2 separate regions of the Mus musculus genome follow, and region 2 is linked to region 1. Evidence: chromatin contacts called from public HiChIP or PLAC-seq data. All regions are on one chromosome and are shown on one strand. The core of a region is the stretch at or near the end of the contact, and the rest is flanking DNA. Distances in the headings are between cores, read along the strand shown.

Region 1 (5,211 bases), core at 1,730-4,229:
TACACAGACACAAACAGAGAGGGAGAGAGAGAGAGAGGTAGAGAGAGATGGTGAGAGACAGAGAGAGACAGAAGACAGACAGAGACAAAGACAGAGACAGAGAGGCAGGGGGACAGATAGAAAGGACAGAGACAGACAGGCAGACAAAGAAACAAAATCGGGTCTCCCAGTCTTCTAAGATCCTAGACCACTGCATCTGTGAATTCCAGAACCATTTCTATTCTTCCAGAAATCCCTGGCTATGGCAGAGAAGGTCAGGTCTCTTTTGACCCTTTATCCTGCCTCATCTCCCTGGATGTTCAGGAAGGGAAGGTAGTAAGGAGAAGTCCTAAGTAGGCTGCTGCCTGCTTGGATGTCAATCATCACAGCAAGCAGGCTTTCAAGGACCCAGAAGGATGGTACCCTGGCAGCCTGGGCTGTTTTGGACACCCTTGGAAATAGAGCATCCCTTGGCAGTTTGTGTTTCTCCTCAGTTTCACTGGAATCCAGGAAACTTCCTAGGCTCCTGGCCCACTTGGTGCTCACAATGAGGTTGCTTGTATTGGATCATGGTGAATCCTCCTGGACCACTGAAGTGTTCTGGGGATGTGGGTGTTTTCTTGAGCAGCCTGGGACCCTGCTGCTCAGCTCAAGGTTAGAGCCTTTTTTCAAAAGAAGGGAAGTGAAACCCAAGATAATAGGAGACATAGGAAGGGGATGGGGTGTGGTTGGGTTCAGCAGGTCTGGAGTTAATTTTTTTTAAACATATTTGGATTTTGTATTCCTGCAATATTTCATTTCTCTAAGGAACATAACCACATACTCCTTTCAACCACAGATTGTTGAGACAGGTTGCATTCGTTTTTACTGTTTTCCGTGTATATAATAATGTTTATTGCGGTATGGCATCCTATTATCCTAGAGGTTTCTAAGTAGATAAAGTTTGTTAGCTCCGTGAGCATGACATCTTTAGCTCAGCTCCCTGGAAATCCTGGACATACACCCAGGGCCTGTTGTGGATGTGTTATCCCTATCTTTGTATAGGCAGATACAAAGCAAAGAGAACACAATAAACTCATAATGTAGTCTAGTTACCCTGGCGTGGACAGTACAGTGGCAGAGAGACACCATATTCAAAGAAGATTAAAATGTTGTCTTCTGATGAACATGTACACTGTCCTTTACATAGTAAACTCACGAATGCTTCATACACACACACACACCAACATACACATACTCACAAGGTTAAAACATAAACACATTATAAAAAGAGTTCTACAGTGCTGGATGTGTTAACATAGACCCGTAATCTCAGTATCTTGTAGATGAAGGATGCAGGGTATTGGGTGTAAGACACTTACTTTGGGAAAACAACAACAAAAACCTAAAGAGTTAGCAAGGTCCTAAAGCTTCATGGGAATGAAATCCACCACACATAGCAATGGCTATGCAAAATCCATGGCTTTATGTCTGGTTCACTGAATACACCTTTATAAACTGTGTCAGTATGAGAAACAAATAAATGGAGAGGGAACACGTTTTGGTTTTTTTTTTTTGGGTACCAGGTCATTTCTTTAGCGTTCTAGACTCTAGAGGAAGCTTACATTTTCCTACATATGATTTAAAACTCAGCAAAAAAAGTACTGTATTTGAATATAGTAGTTATTGTGGTAAATAGGAACTATATCTATCACTTCATTACTTCTCCTTTGGTATGAATAACAAGAAATACAAGTATCTTGTATACACTTTCACACAAATGCAGACATTCCTATAAATACATAGCATCTGACCTACTTTTAAAATAGGACTTGCTCGACTTAGGCACATTGTGTATTATTATAGACCTTAGTATCTCAAATCATTTCTTTTTTTTTTAATTTCCAAGTTTAATTATTCCTTTACTATTACAAGGAGCATACAATTCTGCAGCAGAGTGGCTTTCCGTGTATGTGCAAGGCTTCGGTATCTACAATCAGTGCTGCAATAATCAGCAGAACCATAATTTCCTACCTGCCCAGGTCCACAAGTCTAGAGTCTAGAGCAATGAAGATGTACATGGGCACCAGGCAGTGGCGGCCCACGCCTTTAGTTCCAGCACTTGGGAGGCAGAGTGCAGTGGCATCTCCATGCGTTTGAGTCCAGCTTGGTCTACAGAGTGCGTTCCAGGACAGCCAGAACTACACACAGAGACCACCATGCCTCGGGGAAAAAAAAAAAAAAAACAAAAACAAAACTAGAAAAAGAAAACGAAAAACAGAAAGAATGGCCCTGATTATTTTGTGAGAACTTGCCAATGCACACTCACAAATGCAGAGGGTTTTGCTGCTTCTGTTTGTAGGGTCCGTCTGTCTGTCTACTTGTCTGTCTGTTTAAAACATCCCTAATAGTAAAAGTTCTTAGTGGTTAAGTTTGGGGAGTCGAAGCAGCCACCCACAGGGCAGCCCATGCTTTAACAATTATACAGTTCAAACCACCCCAGTACCTGCACCTCCCTAGCGGTGGGTTAGGGTGAAGGTCCCTGAAACCTCTCAGCTTTCTCAGCATTCTGTTCTAGGGAACTGCTTCCGAGTCCCCCATGAGGCTCTTCCACCAAGGCTCTCCAGATGCTGCCCAGAGCACAAAACTCACTATCCCTAAACTCACCAACAAGGCCAAGTCACGTGGTGTTCCCTCCTCTGCCCAGAGGGATCCCTGCGCGCTCTAAAGCCCAAGGCTCCCAGCTCAGGGTTACACACTCAGAGGGGAGAGGAGATGCACAAAGACCGCTCTATCCACCAACTCCTTCCGCATCTCAGAAGGAGTCAGAGAGTAGGGATAAACTTACTTGGTCCAGGCCAGGCTGTCCTGTGATCGAATCTCCGACCTTTGGAGGGCTTCAATGGACAGCAGCATTGTCTCTGCGCCATCTCCCTGACTCTGCATTCTTAGTTGGGAGCGAAGCAGAAAAGGGAGAAAAGCTATCCTTTCTTACTGAGTGCTCGCTCCGCCCTGCGGATATGAGACTACGTAGATCCGCCCCGGTGTCTCAAAGAGGAGGAGCAATGGGTCTGGGAAAGCGGCAGGGATCTGGGAACAGCTCTTTTATCTAGTCGCTGCGATGCTGTTTGGATCCATTAAGTACTGAAGGAATCGTATGACCGGAAAAAAAAGCCATCCAAGATTCTCAAAAGTATTTACAGAAAAAAATCAGCTTAAATATGGTTTAATAAGCATTAGAGTTCTGTGCCACCAGGCCATTGTGGATGTTTTGCCTGCATGTCTGTGTACCACATGTATTCCTAGTGCCTGAAATGTCCAGAATAGGATCGGAGAGGGAAGGCACTAAACCTTTTGGAACTGGAGTTGTAGAAACAGATGGACGTGAGCTGCTATGTAAATGCTGGGAATTGTATCTGGGCCCTCTGGAAGAGCAGTGGGACCTCTTAACTGCTGAATCGTTTCTCCAGCCCAGTACTAGGGTCATATCCCCAAGCTCTAGCAGGCAACCAGACTGATGGCAATACCCCTGAATTGTTTGGGGAAATCTCTTGGACCATAAAACTACAAAACTCACAGGGAAGTTTCAGACACTTGGCACCGGATTTTTTTTTTTAAATTTATTAGTAAGACAGGGTTTCTCTGTGCTACTTTGGCTATCCTCAAACTCCCTCTGTAGACTAGAAGGCCTTGAGCTAACATAGATCCCACATGAATTTGCATCCTGAGGCCCAAGATTAAAAAGTGTGTCACCACCTGTGGATATAGGTAGGTAGATGGTTGGATGGATGGATGGATAGATTGATTGATTTAAGAAAGCTTATAAATAATAGGTGTGATTATGGCTTTTTCAAACATCCATCTTATTATTTATCCCTTTTGGTTATCCTGACCTACACTTTACCCTCCCATAACCCTCCCCACCTAAGTACTTAAGTCTACCCTCCCATTTCCCTCCTGTTTTCATAGCATCACATTCTACTTTGCAGCCAAGAAAATCAAAACAGATAGTGTGTGTGTGTGTGTGTGTGTGTGTGTGTGTGTGTGCGTGCACTGTTCTTGTTACATTTTTTAAATTATCAGACAAAATAATGGCCTCCATCTCAACACTTTCATAAGGTGTGTGCCATTTACTTCATTCATCCCTTTCCCACACCCCTGACACCACTTTTTTATTAGATATTTTCTTTATTCACATTTCAAATGCTATCCTGAAAGTTCCCTATACCCTCCCCCGCCCGCCCTGCTACCCTACCCACCCACTCCTACTTCTTGGCCCTGGCATTCCCCTGTACTGAGTCATATAAAGTTTGCAAGACCAAGGGACCTCTCTTCCCAATGATGGCCAACTAGGCCATTTTCTGCTTCATATGCATCTAGAGACACGAGCTCTGGGGGGATAGTGGTTAGTTCATATTGTTGTTCCACCTATAGGGTTGCAGACCCCTTCAGCTCCTTGGGTACTTTCTCTAGCTCCTCCATTGGGGGCCCTGTGTTCCATCCAATAGATGACTGTGAGCATCCACTTCTATATTTGCCAGGCACTGGCATAGCCTCACCCGAGACAGCTATATCAGGGTCCTTTCAGCAAATTCTTGCTGGCATATGCAATAGTGTCTGGGTTTGGTGGCTGATTATGGGTTGGATCCCTGAGTGGAGTAGTCTCTGGATGGTCCATCCCTTCGTCTTAGCTCCAAACTTTGTCTCTGTAACTCCTTCCATGGGTGTTTTGTTCCCTATTCTAAGAAAGAATGAAGTATCCACACTTTGGTCTTCATTCTTCTTGATTTCTGTATCCATTCCTCTGTTGAGGGGCATCTGGGTTCTTTCCAGTTTCTGGCTATTATAAATAAGGCTGCTATGAACATAGTGGAGCATGTGTCCTTCTTACCGGTTGGGACGTCTTCTGGATATATGACCAGAAGAGGTATTGCTGGATATTCCGGTAGTACTATGTCCAATTTTCTGAGGAACCGCCAGACTGATTTCCAGAGTGGTTGTACAAGCTTGCAATCCCACCAGCAATGGAGGAGTGTTCCTCTTTCTCCACATCCTCGCCAGCATCTGCTGTCACCTGAATTTTTCTTCTTAGCCATTTTGACTGGTGTGAGGTTAAATCTCAAGGTTGTTTTGATTTGCATTTCCCTGATGATTAAGGATGTTGAACAGTTTTTCAGGTGCTTCTCAGCCCTTTGGTATTCCTCACTTTAGAATTATTTGTTTATCTCTGTACCCCATTTTTAATGGGGTTAT
Region 2 (5,211 bases), core at 1,926-4,425, 410 kb after region 1:
AGAGCCATAATATTAGGCATTTGTTTGCTTCTAAATCCAATTCTGGTATATTTAACACCTTTTACCTTAAGTAAGATTTATAATGTACTTTGGGATATTACTATTAATGACAAGTATAAAAATGACATATTGGACCTTTTATATATTTATTTTGTAATCATTTGTATGTGCTTATCTATGTGTCCATGTACTTGCCTGTGTGCTCTGGAAAGCAGAGTATGGACTTGGATACCAGGGACCTGTAGTTAGATAGCCATGTTTTGGGTCTCTTGGCCCCAGAAACTCAGTACCCCCAAAAAAGGGGAAACTGGGGTTGAAGGGTTTTCAGTAGGCAGTCTGAAAGGAAAGATCTTTTCTAAACGCAGAAAACAACTCAGTTACTATCTCCTCATCTATGCATAGCCTCCACAAGGCCGAACTTTAGACTGTCATTTTGGCTTATTACACTGCAAAGGACACCAGACTGAACATTTCCCCATCAGTTAAGGAAATTAAAACACTAATATGGCAGGCCATGAAGTGGCCCTTTATTCCCTTCCTCCTCAAACAACTTCTAATAATGGTTTCTAAGAACAATCAAGGAAACAAACCAACCAAATTAATGCTCTCTTTTTCTTTTTTTTTCTTTCTGTTTTTTTTTTGTTTTGTTTTGTTTTGTTTTGTTTTGTTTTGTTTTGTTTTTTAGAGACAGTGTTTCTCTGTGTAGTCCTGGTTGTCCTGGAACTCACTTTGTAGACCAGGCTGGCCTCGAACTCAACAATCCGCCAGCCTCTGCCTCCCGAGTGCTAGGATGTAAGGTGTGCACCACCATGCCCAGCTATGCTCTCTTTTTCTGTCACTTGAAATATAATTATTTAAAATTTTACTTTTAGGCATATGGCTTTGGAGACAAGATTGCCTGCTGTTGGTCAGACCCTAATTAGACCTGCTTTTCCCATGTCTGGCCTGGTACTGTTTTCTAGCATCTGAATCCTCTATACTACTATTTTTAAAAAACTTTGTTTGTTTGTTTGTTTGTTTGTTTGTTTGTTTTTAGGAGACAGGGTCTATCTGTGTGACAGCTCAGTCTGGGCTCACATCCACAAATATGCACTTGTCTCTGCCTCACCAGTGCTGAGACTCACGTCATGTGCTATCATGCCCTGCAACCTCTCCTCATTTCTTTCACTCTTTCTGTGTCTTCCTGTTTCCAGGTCTGGGTCTAAGTGTATTCTTAATTCTTAGTGCTTCCAGTCACTTACTCCCTTCTCACCACTGTGCAGATCCTCCTGTTCCTGCAGCCTATTTTCCTTGTTAAACATTTTATGCCATATTCACAATCATACTCTCACAGACAGACTCACCCAGACACAAACACACCCAGATACACCGTAGCACACACACACACAGAACACAGACACACACAGAAACACACACACACAGGATAAATGAATATAATAAAACATTAAAAGTAATAACATCAACTACTATTATTGCCACTTTCTCAAAAGCATTATAGCCAACATTTCTCCTATGTCCTATGGCAAAGTGATTGGGACTCTAGCACTTACTAGCTATTTGGTCTTGAGTATGATATTTACCTTCTGCTAGCCTAATTTCCCCATTTATAAAATAGGGGGTAATAATTTTATACATTGCAGAGAATTGTTTTCAAGATTAATTATCTATCTGATAACTAGGTACCATAGCTATGCCTAGAGTCCAGCACTTAGAGGGACTGACCAGCCTGGGAAACTTAGTAAGACTCTGTCTTGTGATTAAATGTAAAGTAGGGCTTGATAATATAGATCAGTGAGAGAACACTTGCTTAGTAAGGGCAAATGTCCTGGGTCCAATTCCTACTTCCTGAGAAACTGTGAGAAACTCAATAAAGTTATTAGTGCAGTGACTAGTTGCTGGTAAATGTTAAATATATGTTAACTAATAATAAAACACACCAAGACCCCTGCAACTCCAGAAGCACCATTGGTGGTGTTTGTTAGTTTGGTCTTCTGTTGCTGTGGCTGCTGATAATGACTCCATTTTAATGTCATATCATATTTGAAAGAGCCATCCTGTTTTTATATTCACTAGTAAAAGTGCAGGCTGAAAAGTCATTATCTTTTTACATCAAAGTACCTCAGAAGCAGAGAAAGTATCCTCATTAGCACTGTACTCAGTCAAAAGCAAATTTTACTGAAAAAGGCAAGAAATGGAAAAGGGAGCTCTCCTCTGCTTAACTCTTTGATGCTTAAAGGATCTCAGCAGTTATTTGGGTCAGTTAACTGGGAAGGAAACTCTTGGGAAGCAAAACCATAGTAAAGTAGCAGCTAGCAGCTAGCAGACACTTTATTGGTAATGAAAATATGTGGTCATTTGTCATGCACTTTGCCCACTTCATATTTCTCTGTTTTGGTTTGACTTTAATCAATCCATTCTTCTTATCATGGGGGTTTCTCATCATGTAATTTAGACTTGCTTGAGCTTGTAATCCTCCTGCTTCAGCCTTTTGAGTTGCTGGATTACAGGCTCATAGCTTCACACCCAAGTCACAATTATTCTTTATTCCTAATACAATGAAGTTTTCAGGTGAAAGGAATTGCAAGAAAAAGAGTACCCAGCATTGTCACCTGTTTAAGACAGGGTGCTCTGGCAGGCCTATAGTATCAGCTACTCAAAAAGCTGTGAAAGAAAAATTGTTTGACCCATGAATCTCCAGACAGCCCAGATAATATATGGAGAATTTATGTGAAAACCAAACTGCCGCAGACCCTTTTGGTCCCTTGTCTGTGTAGAATGGGTCTCTGGTTACAGGTGGACAAGGAGTCAGCGAATGAATGACAGACAGATGCGACACAAGAGATTGTGTAGAATCTGAATGTAATTTGTCAAGTCGAGCATCGAACTTTTTATACAGAAGAATAACAAGAAACCAGGCGAGATACATCTGCCAAGTTACAGTGACACAAAACATTAGGAATGTATACATCAGAAGAAGGTGGGGACCAGGCAGCTGCCACTAAGAATGGTGCCAGGTGTAATGCTAGTCTATTGTTAAGCCCACCACCAGGGGTTCTTAGTAAATGCCAGATTATGCTGTTTCTTTGGGCCTAGTGAAGAAACCTGTCTCGGGGAGATTCCCTAACTCTTTCATGGTAAACCCACATATTCACTAGGCCATTGTGAATTCCCTTGTCTGGGTAAGACTGGCTATTGTCTCAAGTAAACACTCTGCAGGCCAGCAGCCCCTAGCTAGTCTAGCTCTGTTCTTTGTAATGCCTAATTAGTTTCCCCCTCTCTACTAGAAGTAAATTTGAATGTTACTGAATAGATGATCTTCTTACCGAATTCCTACTGAATTCCAAGTTTGTTGGCTTCAAGGATTTTCTGACATTGGAACACTGGGGGAGGCTTAGCTATGTCAAAATTCGATCTTTAAAGGCACTTATAATAAAATAATACTAAAAGAGAGCACGTGGATCCATACACCAGACTAATGCGGAGAAAGGGTATGAGTATATGGGATATGAGAATGCCTGGTTCCAGGAGGTTAAGTTTCCGTGAAACTCTTTGCCTCGTGAGTGCTTTCAGGCTTCTTGGCCTGTCAAGCAAACTACACTGGAGTGTGGGTAGCACCAAACCAAATCAAACACTCTTACCTGTTTCCAGCATCAAGAGTAGTCTCGTCTTTCTAGATGGTATTTTGACCCTGTTGAAAAGAGAAGCCAGTCCATGGAACACCTATGTATTCTCCTAGGAAACAGACTCAGGAAGATGGGAAGCTGCAGGCTACTCGTGGTTCTGTACCAGGTTCCTGGCTAGCCTGTACTACCAAGTGAGTCCCCATCTCACGTTGGAGGAGGAAGAAGAGGAGAAGTAGAAGAAAGGGAGTAAGAAATGACATGGACTTGCCACACCGAGCAGTTGCACTGGCTCTCATACTCCAGCCTGTTTGTCAGCTGAGAAACAACATGGTATAGAAATAAGCACTATTCCTGCCTTCCCTGTACTTGTTCTGCAAACATGTAGAAGAGCCCAGGGCAGCACTGCTCTTCCTTCATCCTGGGGCCTTGAGAGAAGCTAGATCCTAGTCCATAGAATTTTTGAGAAGTGACTACGTTGCTGTAGAACTTGTCGCCATAATATATCCATCTTGCTGTCTTCATTACATTTCTATTGCTGTGAAGAGACCCCCATGACAAAAGCAACTTATAAAAGAGATCATTTAAAGTTGAGACTTGGGCTGGAGAGATGGCTCAGCGGTTAAGAGCACTGACTGCCCTTCCGAAGGTCCTGAGTTCAAATCCCAGCAACCACATGATGGCTCACAACCATCCATAATGAGATCTGATGCCCTCTTCTGTGGTGTCTGAAGACAGCTACAGTGCACTTACATATAATAAATAAATAAAATCTTAAAAAAAATAAAGTTGAGACTCACAATTTCAGAGGGTAGTAAAGTCTGTGACCCTCAGGGCCAGGAGCATAGAGGTACCATGCATATGTTGTGTTGTAGAAGTAGCTGAGGAAGAACAAACGATCTGATGGGAAAATGCCCTGGCCTTTTGAAATCTCAAAGCCCACTCGTAGTAGACACACATCCTCTGACAAGGCCACATACCTCTAATCCTTCCCAACTAGCCCACAAAATCCAGAGCAAACATTCAAATCTATGACCCTTCTGAGGCCATTCTCATTCAAACCACCACACTGACCTTTATAGCATATTTCTACCCTTATACTTGTCAAGGGACTCCTTTGCCCGTGTCAGTGTAAATGTAAAGTCCACATTGATGCAATTCTTTTTTGCTAATTACGTTTAGAGTGGTTTTGAAGCTGCTTTCTTGCTGGAAATATAGCTCAGTTGTAGAAGGCTGCCTAGTACAAGACCATGTAGTGGCAGGTGAGTGTTAGTAATGTCCCACACCCACCCCTAGCCAAAAACAAACAAACAAACCCATAAACAAAGAAAAAAACTAGACAAGAGTCTATCTGATTCAACCCATAGCAGGGTCTTTAATCTATTCAAGCTAGTCTGGGCCTCTAAATTCACCACCAACATGCAGGATGGTTTTTGATGGAGAAATGAGCCCTGAATATCTATTGGGGAAAGACTTTATAGTAAGCAGCAAACAAAGACAGTGCTCGGGGTGAGTGAGTAAGCATCTAATCGGAAAGTTACTATGGCCTTTAACATAATTGGCTGGTGCTAGAAATCAATTGGTAAACTTA

What was found. HiChIP or PLAC-seq counts read pairs in DNA pulled down with a chosen protein or histone mark.
Region 2: a contact with region 1 is called in an H3K27ac HiChIP or PLAC-seq map of stem cell-derived epiblast-like cells, with 7 times the contacts expected there. The contact joins the enhancer-like site here to the promoter of 4933407K13Rik in region 1. A contact is called at or near these places in 9 of 115 datasets of contacts at active chromatin or transcription factors (the NIH/3T3 cell line, embryonic stem cells, neural progenitor cells and 1 more) and 1 of 9 other capture datasets (embryonic stem cells).

Annotation. Positions count from the first base shown.
Region 1 is chrX:75,761,720-75,766,930 of GRCm38.p6, forward strand. It overlaps 4933407K13Rik (RIKEN cDNA 4933407K13 gene), which reads right to left and starts at 2,980. Exons shown (of 9, transcript NR_029443.1): 1 at 2,807-2,980.
Region 2 is chrX:76,171,851-76,177,061 of GRCm38.p6, forward strand. It overlaps the pseudogene Gm14710. Among named protein-coding and RNA genes, the nearest start is that of Gm14707, 72 kb to the right of the region's middle. Within about 2 kb of position 3,176, at least 1 of the 459 cell types and tissues checked has an H3K27ac peak or open chromatin away from gene starts, as enhancers often do. A contact at or near this core is called in stem cell-derived epiblast-like cells, where this site is marked.